Regions from separate parts of the Mus musculus genome. Here region 2 is linked to region 1. Evidence: chromatin contacts called from public HiCAR-type data. All regions are on one chromosome and are shown on one strand. The core of a region is the stretch at or near the end of the contact, and the rest is flanking DNA. Distances in the headings are between cores, read along the strand shown. Region 1 holds the start of Ccn4 (cellular communication network factor 4). Region 2 holds the start of Khdrbs3 (KH domain containing, RNA binding, signal transduction associated 3).

Region 1 (7,049 bases), core at 1,654-4,153:
TTCCCCCATCTCCTCTTTGGAATTTATTTATTATTTACAGCTGCTCCGGGAGATCTGCCAGGACACCTCCTGCCTGCCCGACTGCCGTGGCAGCCAGTACAGATACCTTTTCTGAGATAAAGTAGAAAGCAGAGCTTTGAAAGAAACAAGGGGACAGGCAAACACAGTCCTTCTGGGACCTGTATATGTGTGGAGGGCTGAGGGAATGGGGCACAGAAATGCCCTAGGTCAGCTTCCCACCATGGGAGTATTACCAGGACAGGGGCCAAAAAGATGGAGAACATTCTGAAGCAGGGGTTAGAGAAGGGGCCTACTGAGCATGTGCTCTGCGTTACTCTCGCCTACAAGTGTAACACACACACACACACACACACACACACACACACACTCACTCCACTTTCTCAGGGCCAGGAGCCACAAGAAGGAAGCCAGAGCACAGAGAACTCATGTGAGTTCTCCAAGGCCACCCAGCTGAAAGTGTCAGGAAGCAGGAATTCAACCCAGTTCTCTTCAGAAAGCCCTGGTCCATGGGAATAGTCACGTGGGAATGATGTCAGGTACGGAGATAGCCAGAGAATGAGTCCTCAGTCCCACATCCTGAGTGACTCCTAAAAGCTAAGAGTCTATCTGGGTCTGCTTTGGGGAATTGAAGGTATTCCCGCGCCTCTCACTAAAGGAGCCAGATGGAGTTAAGACTTGAAAGTCACACATGACAGATATGAGGCAGCTGTCAGGAGCCATATTTTAGGAAGAAGTGGCTGAAGTAGAGATCAAAGAAGGCTATGGCACCTGCCCTCAACATGGGTCAAAGCCCCACTTATACCATGAGAATTTATACTCAGAATTTATGCTGTTTACTCTAAGATGCTTGTTAGACTTCTGTTCTCTGAGCCTCAATTTCCCCAAAGATAGATCGTTTAAGTGTTTGTTTGTTTTTAAAGAACAACTGTTGAGAAGTTGCCAGAGACATGTGCCTGCCAGTCACCCCAGCTGAAGGGTACGTGTCTATGCCTGCTTTCTGCCAAGTGGCCGTAAATGATTCACTGGTCCCAGTATTTGGGGAAACTTCTTTAATGTTACCTGCTAGCATGCTGGCTTTGCCATGTTCCAGCTACAGAACCAATTGAAGAGTTAATGAGCAGAAAAAAACGACAAGCTGTTGAGGTGGTTAGTCTCCTGGTTCCACATCCCTGCCTGGTTTTGCATTTTGCATATATAATTCCCTTAGGTACTCAAACATCAGTTAATATGGATTGGCTCCAAAGAACAAAATATCCAAATAGCTATGACTAAGGCCATGAGTTGCTGATTCATTTCATATTTGGTTCAATAAGAAGATAAACTCCCAGGAACCCAGATCTTTTCATCAGTCTCAGGGGCTTGTTCTTATACCAAAATGGCTGCTTCAGTTCCAGCCATCACATGAATCTCTCTCTCTCTCTCTCTCTCTCTCTCTCTCTCTCTCTCTCTCTACCTCTCTCTCTCTCTCTCTCCCTCCCTCCCCCTCCCCCTCTCCCTCTCCCTCTTCCTCTCCCCCTCGCCCCTCTCTCTCTCAAGAAATGAGGTCCCCAAACAGCCTCAATTCATGTGGATCCCCTAGATCTCTCAGTTACTGGACCACCAACCAGGCAGCATGCACCAGCTGATATGAAGCCCCCAACAAATATAAAGCAGAGGACTGCTGGGTCTGGATTTAATCAGAGAAGATGCAACTAACCCCTCAAGAGACTGGAGGCCCCAGGGAATTTAGAGGTCTGGTGGAGTGGGGGTAGGGGGTGGAGACATCCTCATGGAGATGGGGGGGGGCAGGAAGGAGGTATGGGATGTGTGGTAGTCAGAGGGTGGACCGAGAGGGGAATAAAATGATTTCAGTGGGTACAGCCACTGCAGCTCCAAACAGACAGCATCCCCCAAACAAGCAGCAACACTGAGCTACCAGGAAACACGAGAGGGGAGTGGTTTGTGCACAGAAGGAAAACTTCATACTTGGTAGGGGACAGGCAGCAGTGAGCAGGTGCCATGGAGTCTGGACGAAGAGAAGAACATAGGACAGGCACTGGCTGGCAGTACCTAGGAGATGACCTTCATTGTCCATAATGCCAGGCTGAGAACCACTCTGGTTTTTCTGAGATGCAGGAACAGGAGAGCAAGGGAACAGGGGAATCTGAGACAGGAGACTGAACAGCACCCTTGAGAAGATGCAGAGGCTATAGATCTGGGTCCTCAAAAGATTCCTCCCCATCCCCCAAACCCCCCAACTCCCACCCCCACACACCCCCACCCTGCCATCTCTTTGTTATGCAAACTTGAGATTTCTTTGACTAGGGTCTGGAAAGAACCAAGGCCAGGAGTTCTGTCCTTCCAAGAATAAAAAATATTCAAAGACACTGAAGACAGGCTAATGGACTGAGGATCCCTGGCAGAGCAGCCTGGCTGGGAGAGGAACTGAACCAGTGGGTATGGCCTTGAGGAGCAGGGCAGACCCTGCTGACAGATCGCACCTCCAGGCGTGTCAGTGATAAATTCTTGTCATTTCTGGCTGGAATAAGAACCTTTTTTGCTTGCCTCTGACTCAGAGGTGGGGAGACAGTGAAGAAAGGCTAGCACAGGGAAGAGCTAAGTGAGATGCAAGTCCTCCCACCCCACCCCCATCCCCAGAGCCCTCTCAAAGTCCTCACAATGCCTCTACCTTCCCTACCTCCAGCCCGCACCCTTCTGTTTCCTCCCTCCTGTCCGGAGAGCCTGAGCCCTCCTAGAGCGTGGAGGATGCTGGGTGAGAATTCATTCACCTTACCCTGTGGAGTCTGGGACTTTCCCTTTAAGAGCTGTCAGAGCGGGGAGGCTGGCCAAGCTGGGCTGGAGGTGGGGACAGAGGAAAGAAAAAGAGAGAGGGGGAGAGTAGCAGAAAAAGTTTTTTTAGAGGAAAATGCAGGGCTAGTCTGTTGGCCTGACGTCAGATGTCGCTTTGACAAACGCCCCCGGGGGCTGAGGAAGGCTCTCCGCTGCTCTGATGGGCCAGCCCAGTCCTGGCCCAGCTCCCTGGAGAGGCATCCGCATCCTCTGGGCTGAGCCGTAGCTCCTGTGACGCTGACTTCCAGGCATGAGGTGGCTCCTGCCCTGGACGCTGGCAGCCGTGGCAGTCCTGAGGGTGGGCAACATCCTGGCCACGGTGAGTCCTGCTTAGAAGGGATCAGTGAGGGGACCTGATCCCTTCCTGCCTGGTTCTGAGGCCCGAGGGACTGGGGGGTCAAGACAAGGTGGGTTGGAATAATGAACAGCGGGAGGAGAGAGATTCTTGAGTCTGAAGAAGGTGGTGGAGTGGGGCAGAAGGCGCATCCCTTGAGAGAGACACCCTGTTTCCTATATTCACAGACAATATACAACAAAATAAGGGCCTGGGGATCTGCACCCTGGACTGGCCCTGTGATCTTGGGTGGGTCACTCACGAATTCAAAGCAGCATAAAATGAGGGGTTGCTAAGAACATCCAGAGCCTACCAGTTTAAAAACTCCAGGACTCGGAGCATCTGAGGTCCCCCAAAGAGAGGTGCTAAGAAACCCCAGGACAAGATGTGAAGGAGCACGCCAGCTTTTAGCAAATCTCCACCAAGCAAGCAAGGTTTGGGTTTACCACCATGAGCACCTTGTGACCCTCCATGGTCTGTTCCTGTCCTGCCATTTCCAGAAGGCATCTGGGTCCTGGAGAGAGGGACATCAGTTTGCACCTTCCAGAGACAGGGAAGGAGACACGTGGCAAAGCAGGGAAGCCTGCTGGAGCAAAGCCGGGGGTGGCTGGGCAAGAGGGCAAGCTGCTAGGGGCAGTGAGTGATGTGGGCAGCTGAACAGAAGGGAGGCAGCTTCCAGCAGCAGGGTGAGCTGCTGGGCAGCTGCTGAGTCTGAGGTTGCCACATGAGGGCCAAAGACAAAGGCTGACACTGACACTGAGTTATACCAAGAACTTCTTTGGGGTGCTAACATGCGTATTCCAGGAGACTTGGAGTTACGGTACAGCAATCTGCCTGTGAGCACAGGAACTCAGTCCATTTCCACTGAAGCTCAGAACTAGACATGTCTGGGACTGGGTAACAGGCACCTTGAGGTGTTACGTGGAGACAATGAACATGTGCAATTTGTACCCAAGTCCTCTAGCCTGTGCACGATGCTTGTTCATGATAGCATCTAACCCTACGACAAGAAAGATTACCAGCTCTATTCACAAAGGATGACCAGAAGCAAATGAATGGCCCAGGGTCGGAATGAGCAAGTGGCCTGGGTCACACTGGCATCTCTTGTGGCACACTTTCAGCACTCAGCCGTCCCAACGTTCCCTAAGCCTAGAGTCCAGGAAGTTAAGCAAGCAGGCCTGCCTCTGCCTTGGGACTGGTTGTGACTGGGTACAAGCCTACAGGTGGCTGGGCCTGGGAGGGCAGGGTGTGGATGGAGAATTGGTGACAGGGGAGCCAGCATCAGAGTGAGGGCACAAGAGGGGAAATTCAAGGCGAGTCTTGCACTGGAGCCAGAGTCTTGCACTTGAGCCTGCTGCTGGAACAGCCAGGACTGAGGGATGGTGGGGAACAGAGTCAGGGCTTTTTAGGGGGTCTCAGTAAAGAGACCTGGAGTCCAGAGGGACCTAGCAGCATCAGTAAGGAGTGTGTCCCCAGAAGCTCCCAGACTGCCCACCCTGTACTCTTAGGAGTCTCCCAGCATCTTGTTTTCCAGGATGCCCTCGAAACCCCCATCCACTGACACAGTACCTCTGATGGTACAGAGCTGGGCTGTGCCCAGAAGTCAGAGCCCGGCTTTGTAACCGAATTCCACACATGGCATCCTCCAGAACTAATACAGACAGGGAGTTCAAATCCAGCAAGGGGCAGGGGGGCCCCATGGAAAGAATGATGTGCATTGGCCATACGGAAGGAAAAGTATGTGGGAAGTGAGCACTGCCAAGAAGACTTTGAGGAAGTAGGCTGGGAGGGGAGACGCTGTCTGGTGTGCATGTAGCTAAATGGGCTGTTGGCAAAAAGCAGGAGGCCAGCTGGGGAGGGGGATGTTCAAAGTGGGGGAGGGAGGCAGATTCTGGGCTCAGATGCAAAGCCTGGTACCTATGACAGTGTTGTGGTTGACGCTCTGTGTGAAGAACAGCTTGTTTTATCTCTTTTCTTTTTCTTGGACAAGTGGTGAGGGCCCACCTGCTAAGTGAAAGGGGAGAGTACGTGAGCCATCCCAAGGACAATGTACATGGCAATACCCACCCATGTGTCATGTCTATGCAGAGATAGAATCCTTGCCTGAGAACAACCAACATTCACTGATGCTCAGAGAGGTTAGATAAATTACCCAAGGCCACACAGCTAATGACATTTGAACTTAAGTGGCAGCTTTCTACTACTCTAAATCCTTGTATAGAAACAGGCTGGACCCTAAAAACACTTGCAAGTTGGAGACATCCACCCATGTGTTCAAATGAGAGATAAGAGAGGGACCAGCCAATGTCTTCCAGGATAAATAGGCTAGGATGCAGGGTCTGCCACTATCTTCTCTCTCTAACCATGTGTGTGGGGAGTGGGGGGCTGTTCACACAACTGTATGTATGTGAGGGGGTGGAGAGAAAGCTGGGGGCAGGGTGACTCATTGTTTGGATAGGGAATGCCAACTCATTTTCTATTCCAAGAACCCCTTACAGAATCCCAGGCCTGGACACATGATGAAATCCTCCCTTTAATTGAAAAAGCAAGCATAACCCCACAGACAGCCTCCATGTACCTAGCCATTTCGCAGCTGTGAGTCAGCAGCTCTACCCACCCCACCCCCAGATCAGAGTCTGCAGTGACTTAAGCCCCTGTCTGGCTTAGCCCCACCAGGATGCTTCAGGAAAGCTGCTGAGAGTTAGTCTGCCCCACTAGCCATAGCATTTGTCTAGGGTTGGCAAATAGGAGGGCTGCCCCATACTATTCCTGAAAGACGTGAGCTCCACCTGTGAGCAGCCCTCTGGTCCTTTGGCAAATCCACATACCACACGCCACACGCCACAGGGTTTAGTGACAGTTCTGTCTATGCCAGCTGAGTGGGGAACTACCACCTAGTACAGGAATCAACTCTCAAGGCTGCTGTAGTGTCCCCCTCCCCACCATCTCTCAGGGACTTCAAGGCTATGTCCCCAGTGTGACTCCACTGAGAACAGAGGAGTTAAAGCCACAGCCAGACTACCATAGCCATAGAAGCCACTTAGGATTGGGAAGTGGGGGGGGAGTGACTATGAGGTCTCAGCGTTAGGCTTTGGCATATGAGTTCTTATTGTCATCAAACCATTGATGCCTCACTAGGCAGCCGCAGGAGAATAAGAGGCCCACTCGGTTCTGGCACACAGCTTTACCCTCCATGTTGACCAACACATTTGAACACTGTCCGCTGAGAAGACAAGAGCGTGCTGTGATCCGGACGCTCATTGCCCATTGCAGCTTTTCCAGCATGGGCCACTGGACCTCTGCGCTGCAGCCAATCCCTCGGGCACGCTGAGTGGTGCCTTGGACTGCAGGCATCAGTGGAGAGAGTCCAGGGCAGTAGACTCTTTCATTCCTACCCTAACTCCCATTGATGGGATATGCTTAGACTGTGTTTTGGGTTTAACAAGACATATGAGTGAAGTCCATTTCACCTGCTTCTGATTCCTTTTGCTATAGCTACTAGAAAATTCCATCTGTGGCTGGCAAATGGACACAAAGGTATTGGATTCAGTGAGAGGAGGGCATTTTGGAGGGTTCTGAGCCAGGCTTACAAGGCAAATATCTTGAGGGGAAAGTGTCCCTGGTGCACCATTTAAAAGGACAAGCATGAGATTCTGGGGATGGGGAGTCCCTGGAGGGGAAGGGTAGAGAGAGAACACACGAGGCCTGCAGAAGCAAGCCCATTCTCCATCCCAGCAACAATGCTAGATCCCAAGCTAGTGGAGGCCAGGATTCAGTCAGGCCTCCAACCCAGGAGTGCAGGCACTAGGGGAACTGGACTCAGTACTATGTGTGTGCAGAGCACGACGGTGAGGCATCTGCTCGA
Region 2 (7,049 bases), core at 1,700-4,199, 2.0 Mb after region 1:
ATGCCCTGATGGTGTCAGGCACAGCAGCAGTGTGTGTGATTCACTGGAGCTGATGTCAGAGGCCAAGGGTCTGTCTCTCCCTGGGAAAGAAGGCCTGGAAGTCGGCGGAGATTATAAAATGACAACTATCCCTCTGGGGTTGCAGAGACTTGGCTGTGCTCCTTCTGGTAGCCTGGAATGATGGGTAACAGTGGCTTGGGAGATACTCCTTGCATCTCTGGGACTGAGAGTCAAGACAATGACTTGGAAAGGTAGTTATGTTCCCTTATGCCAGCTGAGGGACTCCATGGAGTGTGGACAGGAGATGTAAAGCCTTGTGTAAAGCCAACAGTGCCCTTGTGCCCTTGTCCAGAGGTGCCATTGGAGAAGACATCTTTTGCTTCTAAATCCAGAGCAGTCTCAGTCCACAGGAAGTGCTTGGCCAGAGCAGGGTATTCTAGAGAGATCTCTGGCCTAGAATCCCAAAGGCTTGAATTTATATCACTGCCGGCTGATGTCTGCAGGGGAGCTATTACTTTCTCCAAGACCCATCACCCATGGGATGGTAACTTCATGAAGAACAGCAGAGTAGCCAGCAAAACATGGAGGTGGTGCCCTGCCCTGGATCTTATGGTCCAGCCAGACTGGTGGGTGGGGACGATTTTCTGAGCCTCTTACAGGAACATCAGTCTTCTCCCCTAGAGGACCCAGCATGAGCACTCACAGGGCTGGGCACCTGCCCACTTGGAGAGTTCTGTGAGGAGGAGGGTCCAGAGCAGGCGCGTTAGCATCTCTGTTGTAGGCCTCATGGTACACAGTCCTCCTCCCCAGCTGCTGGCGGGACATCTCTGCCAAAAGCACCACTGGAGGAGGGACAGAGATCTAATCAGGCTCAGATCACTACCCGGGAAAGGGTTAGGTGTGGGAAGGGTTCAGACTAGGAGGGCCTGGAATCTCAGCTTGCCAGTGGTGGCACAGTTGGCAAAGTATAAAATTCCTCAGCCTTGGAGATTTCTTGATGAGTAAATGGTGATAAACTGAATCTTTCCTGCAGGTATCAAGAGGACGATGTATAAAGCTGCCAGAGCAGCTTGGCACTTAGTAAATGCTCATAATAAAGATAATTAGTAAATGCTTAATAAAGATAATTAGTAACTGCTTAATAAAGATACTCATCAGTGAAAGTTTAGACTACTACCGAGGCAGAAAATGGAAGACACGGGGCAGGGAGCGCTGTTTCACCAGGCACTCTGCCTGCCTCTTCTCCTCAGTAGTGTTTGTCAGAGGATCCCTGGAATTCAAGTCTAGGGAGACTAGAGCAAGAGGCATGTGCTTCTATTTAGATGTAAAGGGAGAAAAACCTTCCCTTAAGAACTCCCCAACTGCCTCACATCTGGCCCCCCAAGAACTATGTTATGTCAGGGACTGCTGACATAACATAGTTCTTGGGGGGCCAGATGTGAGGCTCAGACTTGGGCCACACTGCATGGCCAGACCGGCATGGGGCTCAGGGTCAGAAGCAGGATCTACCCTTATGAGCTTGCTCTGCTGGGGTTGTGCTCTGTCTTCAGCATCAAGGAGCACACAGATGGTGTTGCCTGCTGCCTTTCGAAGCTTCTGCCTCAGAAAGCAGCCATGCGAGGGAGACTGCCACAGAACAGTCTGGCTTTCATTTTGTGCCTGGTGATTGTGAAATAGTACATCCTTATGAGGTTCCTAAGAAATAATCTTTTCTCATCTCCATAGGATAGATGAAGAGACTGAGGCACAAATGACCTAAGTTTGCTAAAAGGTCAGAACTAGTTAACCACTGTATTTTACTGCCACTTGCCAGTTCTGACTAAAGAGAGACAAGGGGGAGGTTGTTGTCGGGGACGCTACAGTAGTACCTAACCTGCAACCAAGTCCACACAAGGCTGGAAAAGGGATCAGGTGCTTGGGGGATTCCTTCAGCACACTGTTCTGGCGCTCTCTCCACATCCGTCCCTGACAACAGGTGTTAGAGACCTCTCCCTCAGACAAAATTTGCTGTTCCCCAAGATAGCCCTAGGCTAGTGAAAGCGGAGTTGTAGTTCTGTGAAGGGCTTTAGAGTACAGGGAGAGGAAAAAAACGAAGCAATTAAGGTTTTTCTAGGGAAGTCTTGAGCACTGTCAAGGGACTCTGGTTATCGAGGTTGGGGTTATGATATCCTCTGAACAGGGACTCAGGAGTCCTTGGTCTAGTGTGAGACATTTATTCCACACACCTCAGAGGATCTAAAAGGAGCCTAGGAGAGCATTTGCTGGGGTCTGGTTGCCTGTCGGAGGGCGACAGAAGACATCACCACCATGCGTGGTGTGGTAGGTTCCCTACTGGAGACAGTTTAGAGAGACTCATTCATCCACGTCCAGACACCACCATATAAGGAGAAGGGCAACACGGAGCAAGTCTCGGAAGACAAAGACAGTCTGAAGGGCAGGCGCTTTTATGTAACCGACTTCTGCGCCAAGGGTCTCAGGAGGCTGGCGTTTTAAGTCCTGCCCGGCGGTATTTTCGTACAAATAGCAGCGGACAGCAAAGCGACCTAAGTTGGGCAAGTTCGTGGTGCTTTGGCAAACCAGGAGTCTGGTCGCACTGCCTGTTCCCAGAGCCTGGCAGTATGAACCTGGGCTCCAAAGGCTCTGCCCTTGTCCCTTCTGGCTAGGACGGGTGACCTTGGACGCGCCACTTGACCCATGAGCCTCAGTTTCCCAGACTGCACATACAAGGCAATGCTGGACAGCTTACAGACGCTCATCGGGGAGCCCTGGATGGAGACCCCTGATCTAGGGACCGGAAGCGCCCCTACAATGTCCCCGCTGCGGGCCCGCGCAGTCCCAGTGCCCCCACGAGGCGGCGCGCGCCGGGCGGTCAGCATAGCGCGCAGGCGCGGCGGGCGGGGCGGGGAGGGCGCGGGGCACTGCGCGGCGGCTCAGAGCGCGCGGGGTGGCGCGCGGGGCGGGTCGTGGCAGAGCAAGGCATCGTCGCAGCCGGCGAGCAAGACTGGCCAGCGCTCCTCGGCTTTCCAGCCCGCTCTCTTCGCTCATCCCGCCGCCTTGCAGCCCGCGGCCCGCAGCGCGGTGATCTGGGGCTCCACGGGGCCGGGCTGAGCGGCCGCCGCCCGCCCCGAGCCGCCGCCGCCGCCCGGCCGCCCGCCCGGCTTAGCCGCCGAGGCGCCTGGCGGGGTCCGCGCCGCCGGGGGCGGGCGGCTCGGGCTGCGGGGCGGCTGGCGCGCGCGCGCCGCGGGGCGGAGAAGCGGGCCCGGCGGCCGGCGAGCATGGAGGAGAAGTACCTGCCGGAGCTGATGGCGGAGAAGGACTCTCTGGACCCCTCCTTCACGCACGCCCTGCGCTTGGTGAACCGAGGTGAGCTCGGCGGCCGTTAACGGCACCCGCGTAGCCGGCTCCGGAGAGGAGGGAGGAGGCCCGACATCAGCAAGGGACTGGAGTCTCTTCCTTGGGGACCCTGGTGGACCCAGGGGAAACTTCTGGGAGGAGGACAGAGAGCGTGTAGGAGCCTGTGTCTGGACTGGTCCTGGATGAGTCCACCAGAGAGAAAGAGAGTGGGACGCCCTGGGACCTGGGGTGTTTGGGGTATCTAAGGAGCTGCAAGAAAGCGCATCAGGGATAAGGATGGGCTTGGGCGAATCTGCTGCGCAGGAGGTGAAGGGAACAGGTGCTTGGTTTGTTAGTGAAGTTTGGGGACCTTGGAAGAGGTTTAGGGTCAGATCCTCCAAGCACGATAGAGGGGAGGACTCCAGCGGCCCCGAGGGAGGAGCCCAGCTTCTCTCCCACGGTTTTTCTGTGTGTGCCTAGGCGGCCGCCGGCTGGGCAGTTTGCTGTTCCTGGGGGCGGGCACTCATGCCAGCCTGGCAGGCAGGCGGCCCTTGAAGGTCTCAGTTTGGTAGAGGAGGCCCGCCAGAGAGCCAGTTCTTGCTCGCTCTTTTCTCTTCTTGAGACAAGCTGGTCGGGTGACCCTCATTGGTGTCAGGCTTAGGGTTGAACACATTGCCAAACGATCCACCCGCCTGTGCCATTTTTCACACTCCTCCAACCAGCGCGGGTGGTAAAAGGAACCGGGAAGTGCCAAGGACAGGGACACTGGGGTTTATGGAGGCACGCCTACCCAGGACAGTATTCTTCAGGTTTACTTCTCCTCTGGCTTCCTGAATCATCTGTTGGGATGGAAGGTAAATGAAGCCTGCCTTTACCGGATCTATCTGCGACACCCGGGTCCAGCATGGTTCATGTTTCAGAGGAAGATGGTCTGGGAACCTCTGGTTCTTTTTTTTTTTTTTTTTCACCCCTCTCCTTTTCCATACTTCTTTTTAAGGGATATGACAGAAACATTATCTGGTCAGATCTGTAACCATTTTTATGAATCACTTTGTCTAGTGGATCCTATTGGGGGTATGCTGTTCACAGCGCTGGTCCTGACTCTTATTGTTGGGAGAGAAAGATGAGGCAGACATATTCTATTTGTGTGTAGACACCTATGTTTTAGAACCACGACCTCTGTTACTTGCCTATTGTAGACAGTTGTCAGGATTAGGCTGTTGTCCTCCTGTGGGGGTGGTGTGGAGAGAATTACTTTCTCCAAGAAGTGAAGCTTCTTTGAACAGAAATATGCTTGCCAGCCTCTCCCGTTAATGGTTAGTGGCATGCTTATTTTGATTTCTTTAATATACCGGAGCTTGTGAAAAAAGTCATGGGCGTTGTTCAGTCTTAAATTAGTGGAAAGGAATTTTAAGTTTTGCTGCCCGGTCCTTCTGAGCAGTCTTGTAGTTAGGTCCCTGCAGTTAGGTTTGTACTACCCACTCCCGATCTTTATGTCTAGCTTTGGCTTCTTGCTGGGCTCTCATCTCTGTAAGAAATTTCTTTGTACAACGTGTGAGATCAGCGGATTAGAAATGGTCAGAACCAAGTACGTTTTTTCCGGGTGAAGAGACCAAGTCAAACTTGGGTCGGACTCCCAAGTTTGAGACTGGTTTCAAAGGGTAAGGAGTTCTTTTAAAAGTCTGGGTTGTTTTCCTGTGTCGTGTTGTCGTACCGTGTGCTGTTCAGATGCTCACAGTTCCATCGGTTCCTGTGTCTGCTGGCGTTAGTAGTGGCTCCATTCCTTGAACCAGACACTGTGGGAGGTGGTTTTTGTTTTTTTGTTTTTTTGTTTTTTTTTGGCTTGTTTGGCTTTGAACTCGGTTGCCTTGCTTTTCATCCGGACTGTAATTCTTGTAAGAAGTACATTTCTTAACGGCGAAGGATGCTCTGCTGCCAGAGTGCTTCTGTTACTGTGAGCTTTTGCATCACTTGAGATGGAGCCTGATACCCAGAACACGGTGCTCTGTCATTTGAAATATTAATTATGGTCGGTTACGTAACTCCAACATTACAAGGGCTTTAAAAAAAAAACTATCAAACTATCAGGTCTGAAGTCAGCATTTGGGTGATTTTTGGTAAAGTTTTATTTGAAATCTGATAGCCACCCCTTTTCCTGGTTATATGACAGCATGTTATTTACTACAAAGAAAGTCTTTTTAGAGGTTATGCTGGAATCTCCCACAGGTGGGGATGGTCGATACTGAGATGATTTTTTACTATGGTGTGGCATGCGAGAGAGACTCCGCAGCTAATGTCCCCAGAGCTCACGGTCCTTAGGGTTTTGCACAGGATTTACAAAGTTTCCACGGCACTTGAAGACTTGCTGTCTAGTTCCATCCTCACAGTTCCAGCCCCGGATGCAAGACAATCAGTGCTTTCCCAGAGGTTGCTGGGACCCCTGCTGCATGTCAGCCTGTAGGTACTGAGAATTAATTTGAACCCACATCTTCTGTCTTGAAAGACATTCTTCTTTCTACATGTGACTTTCCCCCAAGAGATGAAATGAACTCTTCTGGTATGTCCATTTAAACTACCGTTGAAATCAGTACAGTGAATATGATTGTCCCTGGTTAGTTTAATGTAAGAGAGGGAATTACTATGTCCCTTAGAAGGATTGATGCTGCTGTAGGAGACAGGGGGCTCTTTCTGCATTTTGAAGAAGCAGACCTCCATTGTAGACTTCTGAAGGATTTAATTCCCAGGCCAAGGCACCTGTGAATTAAAGCCCTCCCATGACCAGTATTTTAGTTTAGTAATCAGCACCGTACAATAATGAGACAGATTATAAATGAGACGTAGTTATTTCAGAATGCGGTATTCATAAACATCGATCAGCGTCCTGGTTGAGTTATCACTGTTGCTACAGTCTTTAAGTAAGGACTGGTGCAGGCAGCCATCAGGTGAGACCTCTGCCAATGCAGGTACTCGGCTGCCTTTTGTCCAGGCCGGTGGCTCATGGTGGGCACGAGTTACCGAGTTGACTTTTAATTTTCAAAGATAACTGCTTCTCTCTGATTGCCCCAAATGTAAAATCTCACTTGCCAATAAAAGTAAGGCTAGTGCTTAATTGGCATTGAAGACAAAAGAAGTCAGGCGTGGTAAGAAAGGAAAGAAATGCAGCTTTGGTGTTCACTCACCGTTCCCCCCCACTCCCCCGGTTTGCTCCCCGGTCATGCCTACAGTGTGAAGTGCTCACGTCCTGCTGGGGAGGTTAGTTGGAGACTACAGGGGTGGTGCGTGCTACCTGGTACATTTGCCAGGGGGAGATAGTCGGAGTTATAAAGTCCCTCCCCAGAATGTCCTGTGTCGTGATTTAATGTCACACTTTGGTCATGGTTTGGATGGCTCCCCGTTCAAGTCTGTCCAAGGCAAAACCCTGTGTTTGTAATTATGTGATAATGTATAGATTGGTGGCTATTTCTGCCAAGTTATATTTAGTTGTTGTTGCTTACAGGAGGAAGCAGAGTGATGTGAGACTGTCTGTGCATTCACGCTGATAAGCCCTTTGTTGCTATTTCAAAATGATGGTTTTCGTGTGACCCATCGGACCTCGGCTTCTCAAATATTAGGGTCCTTTGCATTATTTAAGCTATGTGTGGGCCTAGGTATATGCAGAAAGAGGGCCATTAGCCCATATTTCCTTATAATGAACAGAACTCAGTGGTGTGGCGTGG

The links. HiCAR-type assays count read pairs that join an accessible place to other places.
Region 2: a contact with region 1 is called in a HiCAR-type map of astrocytes, with 2.6 times the contacts expected there. The contact joins the promoter of Khdrbs3 here to the promoter of Ccn4 in region 1. A contact is called at or near these places in 1 of 39 promoter capture datasets (hippocampal neurons) and 1 of 115 datasets of contacts at active chromatin or transcription factors (astrocytes).

Annotation. Positions count from the first base shown.
Region 1 is chr15:66,888,466-66,895,514 of GRCm38.p6, forward strand. Ccn4 (cellular communication network factor 4) reads left to right here and starts at 2,904. Exons shown (of 5, transcript NM_018865.3): 1 at 2,904-3,169. The coding sequence starts at 3,101. It overlaps Gm46514 (a long non-coding RNA gene), which reads right to left and starts at 2,866. Exons shown (of 3, transcript XR_001781648.2): 1 at 2,795-2,866.
Region 2 is chr15:68,925,471-68,932,519 of GRCm38.p6, forward strand. It overlaps Khdrbs3 (KH domain containing, RNA binding, signal transduction associated 3), which reads left to right and starts at 2,950. Exons shown (of 9, transcript NM_010158.2): 1 at 2,950-3,363. The coding sequence starts at 3,276.